Linked DNA regions of Mus musculus: region 1 is linked to region 2. Evidence: chromatin contacts called from public Hi-C data. All regions are on one chromosome and are shown on one strand. The core of a region is the stretch at or near the end of the contact, and the rest is flanking DNA. Distances in the headings are between cores, read along the strand shown.

Evidence for each region. A called contact is a pair of places that touch in the nucleus more often than the background predicts.
Region 1: a Hi-C map of muscle stem cells shows a contact between it and region 2, with 3 times the contacts expected there. The contact joins two enhancer-like sites. A contact is called at or near these places in 3 of 39 promoter capture datasets (the SN4741 cell line, liver and stem cell-derived epiblast-like cells), 1 of 15 datasets of contacts at CTCF or cohesin (the NIH/3T3 cell line), 1 of 484 Hi-C or Micro-C datasets (muscle stem cells), 2 of 115 datasets of contacts at active chromatin or transcription factors (the NIH/3T3 cell line and embryonic stem cells) and 1 of 9 other capture datasets (adipose tissue).

What each region holds. Positions count from the first base shown.
Region 1 is chr1:193,719,497-193,722,196 of GRCm38.p6, reverse strand. All of the region lies in intron 3 of Gm31870 (a long non-coding RNA gene), which reads right to left. Among named protein-coding and RNA genes, the nearest start is that of Gm31870, 65 kb to the right of the region's middle. Within about 2 kb of position 1,391, at least 9 of the 459 cell types and tissues checked have an H3K27ac peak or open chromatin away from gene starts, as enhancers often do. A contact at or near this core is called in muscle stem cells, where this site is marked.
Region 2 is chr1:193,388,373-193,391,072 of GRCm38.p6, reverse strand. No RefSeq gene overlaps it. Among named protein-coding and RNA genes, the nearest start is that of Camk1g, 19 kb to the right of the region's middle. Within about 2 kb of position 1,307, at least 12 of the 459 cell types and tissues checked have an H3K27ac peak or open chromatin away from gene starts, as enhancers often do. A contact at or near this core is called in muscle stem cells, where this site is marked.

The DNA.
Region 1 (2,700 bases), core at 142-2,641, 330 kb before region 2:
TTGCAGGGACAGAATGTCCAGGAAGACATTGTCTAAACCCTCAAGGCCTCTAGATACCTCATTAGCATGGAGAACTCTGCTCTGATCAATATGACCTACTTAGGGAGTGTAGTCACATGACAGAGGACTGGTCAGAAGCCGGTGAAGCTCCTACTGGCCTCTCTGTGTTCCAGGGCTTCCAGCCTGATCAGCCTTAACAAATTTCCTGGCACGGTCCACTGCCCCACAATGAGTCACAGGGTCTCCTGAGTTACTAAACATTTTTACATTTACTGTCACCTCCTAGCTCTGCCATGAACCATCTTGACAAGACTCATCTGTGAATAATTATCATAGAGTGAGGTCAGGAAGAGCAGAGGGTGTGCAGGCACACCTGCAAAGGCAGTCACTGAGTTTAGGGTTAAGTCAAGAAGTTGTCTTGCACCTAAGTAGAGGTGGATTTAAACAAGATGTCCTGTTACAGGGTGATATCACAGTTCTAAGAAAGCTCATTAATGAAGTAGCTCCAGAGAACACAAGTAACCCAGAGTGGTGGTACGTATCTGTCATCACACCACTCCAGGGGACTGGGTAAAATCCAAAAGGGTTATAATAAAAGGCACAATAGAAAGGACTGCAAGAGAGCCTTCCAGGGACAGAAAAGATCTGTCCATGGTCTAACGAAGACCTCATGCAGGAAGAGAACTCACAGGACTTCAGATGGATAGGATTTCAAAGAATAAAGAGGTGGAGTGAGGGATGGGGGTGGTGTTAAAAGAATGCTCCTGATGAATGTAGCAGCATCAACCAAGGTAGGAGGAAAAGAAAGATGTTGATAGTTGAATGTCGAGCTTTGTTTCATGCACACAGATTCAGGGGAAGTATACATTAGAGGCACCACTCAGGGGAGAGGTGCATGTGAGAGAGAGCCTGAGGCTGACCTGGAGGAAGGCAGAGGCTAACTGCTTCTAAATAAGAACTGTCAGGGAAGCATTTTGATACTGCCAATGTCTTTAGAGTCTTGATCAGGTTCCAACATTCAAGTGGGAAATAACAGCCTACCCTGGGAGGTGATGAATCCGAATCAGTGCAGCATTGAGCTCAGCTGAGTAGATGCAAAATTCATTATGTCTTCTCCTTTCTATCCCACTCACAAATTGCATTGTTCTGAATTTGAGGGTCAGTTACCTGCCCAATGGCCTGGAGTTATATCAGGACTCTACTGGTAGTGGATCTGTAGATCTCTTGGTCTTCCCCAGGATCCAGTGAAAGGCACAGTATAATGTATCCAGTAAAGGTACTGTGAGCTGGGTCTAGAAACTGGCTCAGTTGGAGGCCAGAGGCTCTGTACCACTAGCTATTTATCTAAGTGTGAGAAACTTACTGCTCCACAGCTTAATCCCAGCTGGCCTAGCCCTGCATACCAGAGGTTGCCTGGCAGAGCTGCCCCCACCCCACCTCCCTTAATCTCTCTCTCCAGAGACTCATTTGGGCTGACCAGTCCTGTACTTGACATTCAGGAAGCGTGCTCCCCCTTCTGCCTCCACTTTGTGGAGCCTGAAGGGTGATTTGGAGGTGTGCAGCCCTTTATGTCCTTCCTCCCCCTTCGGCTGCCTGGGCTGGGAGTCTTTTCTTGCTCATAAGAAGTCTCTAGCAGCTTCATCAGAGCCATTGTTGAAAAAGAGGAGTCTTCACATGCACAATGGACACCTGACGACTTGCCCTCTCCGTGGACGAATCGGTGCTTAGAGAAGTCTCATTATAGCCCTCACACACTCAGCCCCACGGAAGAGCGAAGTCAGAGGAAAAGAACAATTCTGGCTTGCAGTTCGCTTTTGAAAAACCGTGGCTGAAAAAAAAATGCCTTCATTCTTCACTAATGGGATTAGAGGGAGCCATCCACCCCTCAGTGCTTCCTACCCTCCTGTCTTTTAGCAGAGTCCTTTGCAGACATGTAGGTCATCAGTCCTCTCTTCTCTCATCTAACTAGGGTTGTCTCACCTCCTCAATAATCAGAAAGCACCCAGCTCCAACCCCAGCACCTTAGCATCTTCAATGAGAGAGCACTCCTGCTCCCACTCCTCCTCCTCCTCCTCCTCCTCCTCCTCCTCCTCCTCCTTCTCCCTGCATTGTCCTCCCTTTCTCTCTGTTTGCACACCTTCTGACCTACTCCTATTAGCTCCTGGGCACCATGCTGGACTCAGTGTGTGTGTGTGTGTGTGTGTGTGTGTGTGTGTGTGTGTGTGTATGTGTGGTGTGTGTGTGTTGGGTGGGAAGGGGTGATGCCCCAATCAGTACCTGGACCCTGTGCAAGGCTCAGTGAACGGACGAAGGCATGCCCCTTTCTACTGTAGTCTATTCTTCCTTACTATTCCTATGTATCAGGGATTCAACTAGACCTCTTCACTGTAAACAACTAAATCTTACTGAAGTTTATACCCTACATCATGTAGCTGGTATCCAACCCATCAGATATGCTGTGACATGTCCAGACAATAAGGGTAGACATTCCCTTATGGCTGCTAATTGGGAAATATTTAATTCTAGATGTTCTTAACCCAACCCGTTGCAAATGGCAGCACTACAAACCCTCATGAATTTGTTTATTTCTTAGTGTTCATTTGCTTCTTGGAACAGACAAAATAAGACCTGTTTGAGATTAGAATGGGCATAGTGTCACCTGTAAAGAAAAGAAAACACTGGACAGAGAAACATGGTTTC
Region 2 (2,700 bases), core at 58-2,557:
AGCATCTATATGGAAGCAATCCGACAGCTGTTAGACCAAGGCAGGGCAGAGCACACAACCCTGTGGCCCTGAGCTCACCAGGTTTGCTTGGCCGGGGGAGGTGAGGAAGGATATGCCAGGTACCCTTCCATCACTAGAACAAAATGCCCACAACAAACAGCACAGAGAGGGGGTAAATTTGGCCCACGGTATCACAGGTGTCAGGCCATGTTCACTTTGGCTCTGTTATTTGGGGCTTGCCAGGAGGCAGAACAGCATGGTAGAATGTGTGTGACAGAGTGGCCTGGAAACAAGACAGGTGTGAGTTCCAATAAACCTTCAAGGGTATGACCCCTGACCTACTTCCTCTGTAAATCTCCATCACTTCTCAATAGCATCATCAGGGACTAAGCCTTCACATAGGAACTCCTGAGGTGTAGTTGAGGTCCAAACCATAAGAAGTCCTATCACACAATAATGCTTCTGGAGGCGCAGGTTCTCAGCTGCCGTGTTCCTCCGTGCATGGAATCGTGGGAGTGTGCCCACTGTACCGCTTAGGTCTGAAAAGAATGGGGTTTCAGGCTTCTCTTCCACTCTCTGAGCTGACGTGCTTATTCTGTGGTTTTAGTTCCATCAGGGCCAGTGTCTATTCACCATGCCCCAGGCAATAAGGAAGAAGAGCCACGCAAGCACAGTGGGCACATCAGGGAATACGCTCACCGTGACAGACGTTACCCGAAAGCTACACTATGGTGTTCTTTCCACGGAAGAGCCTCTAAGGAGAGTGGGCAGAGAGTGTGGCCAGTGCTGGTTTGTATCAACTCTACCGAGCATGTCATCACAACAATGCCAGCAAGAAGAAGGAATTCCATTCTGGGAGAAGCAGAACCGGGCATTAGCCGTGATGAAAGGAAAACAAGAGACAAGAGGAAACTGTCGATCTGCAGAAGATGGGTACCCCAGGGAGGCTCCTGTCAGACAAACAGTTTCCTGAGCCCCCATAATTCCCTGCCCTGCCTCTGCACTGTTATGGGAATGTTACACCTCGAGAAGACAAATGGGCCCACACGGGGGATTTTTTTTTCTGCCGTTTTTGTTTTTATTTTTGATTACAGGGGAGGAAATCACTTTTGTTTTCTCTTCTTGCCAGTTGACTAAACATGACATCCAACCCGCAGGCTGAGCAAACAACTTCACTAGCCATGTGAGAGATTAGACAGGACAAGAGCCTGGGGTATTCTTTCCCAGAATGAGGAAAGCCCAGGCTGTCTGGGCCTCTGAAATGTGTGGCAATCATCAGAAAGGAGCAGCTGTCAACGCTGCCTCCTGCCCCCGTGGGGCCACCAAGCCACCACAGTCTTTATTTAATTGGTTTATTAATCTTACAGTACAGTGCTGGCTTCTGTCTCATTGTCCCTCCCTGGCTAACTGGGCCTAGACTTTGTAAATACGTTTAATTAAGCTCCAAAAGCCACAGCCCTTCCCTTCTCAAGGCTGCTGTCTCCCACCAGGAGGGAGAATGGCTGCAAAGGAGCTAAACCAACAGCCTGCTTCCCTGACCATCCACTGCCATCTGGGGTGGGATACAAGGAAGGACTTACTGAGAGAAGAGGTAGGCCACTTCACTTCATATGAGTATGGCTGATCTCTCAGGCCATGGGGAGACTCTGAAACTCATTTAGAGTTTCAGAAGATTAGGAAAAGACACCCACAAATTTCTGCATGCAAAGCTCCCCTTGCCCAGCCTCACACTTCAGTCTGAGAAGGAGATCTGCTTGTCGGAATGGCCTTTACTAGAGAGCCCAGGAGGCACCGCTCCCACCCTGGGAAGGAAGTGAGGGGAATATAAAGCCAGGAAGGAAGGTGAGATTATCCAGAGAGGGTCCAGGGGAAAGCACACAAAACAGGGTCCATACAGCTGCAACTTTACAGCCAGGTATCCACCCGACTCACCCAGGGAACTAAGCCAGAACAGGTGAAGACCAGGGGGCCACCACAGTACAGGGTGCATGGGTTGTGAAAAGATGCTTTCTGCTGCATCTGTGCCTGAATGTGCATCTGCTGTGGCCCCAGGAGGGGAGAGAGGGAGAGAAGAGGAGGGGTAAAAAGAAGAGGGGAGGGTGGGTAGGTGAGTAGGTAGGCGTGGGGATGGACCTGTGAGGAGGACTGGGACTCTGTTCACCATGACCGACGTTGTGGCTCCAGAAAGCTATGCTGAGTTACTGTTTCCACGGAAGAGCCTCTGAGGAGAGTGGGCAGACAGTGTGGCCAGTGCTGGCTTATGTCAACTCTACAGAGCATATCATCACAATAATGCCAACAGGAAGAAGGAAAGAACAAAAGAAAGTCTGTCCGTGTGTGATAAAGACAATATGCTCAATAACTCATGCAGGCTTTCTTTATCCATCTGTTTGTTTTCACTAACGGGTGTCCACGTGCACACAGACAAACAACCACAAACATTAAATACTCCGTCTGGACATTTCTAAACATCTGGATGCTAAACAGCACGTTGACCCTGGCTGACTGTCTCAGAGCAGCAGTCTAACCCAGACTGAGGACCAGGACTCTGCCTGTAGACAGATGTGCAGAAAAAGCCCAATGTCCTTGTTCCAAATCACCTGCACAGTGCTAGGGATGTCTCAGTTTCCACTTTGAGAAACATGACCACATGTCACACCAGGTGCAGGAGTAACAGAAGGAGGATTGGAAGCAGGGACA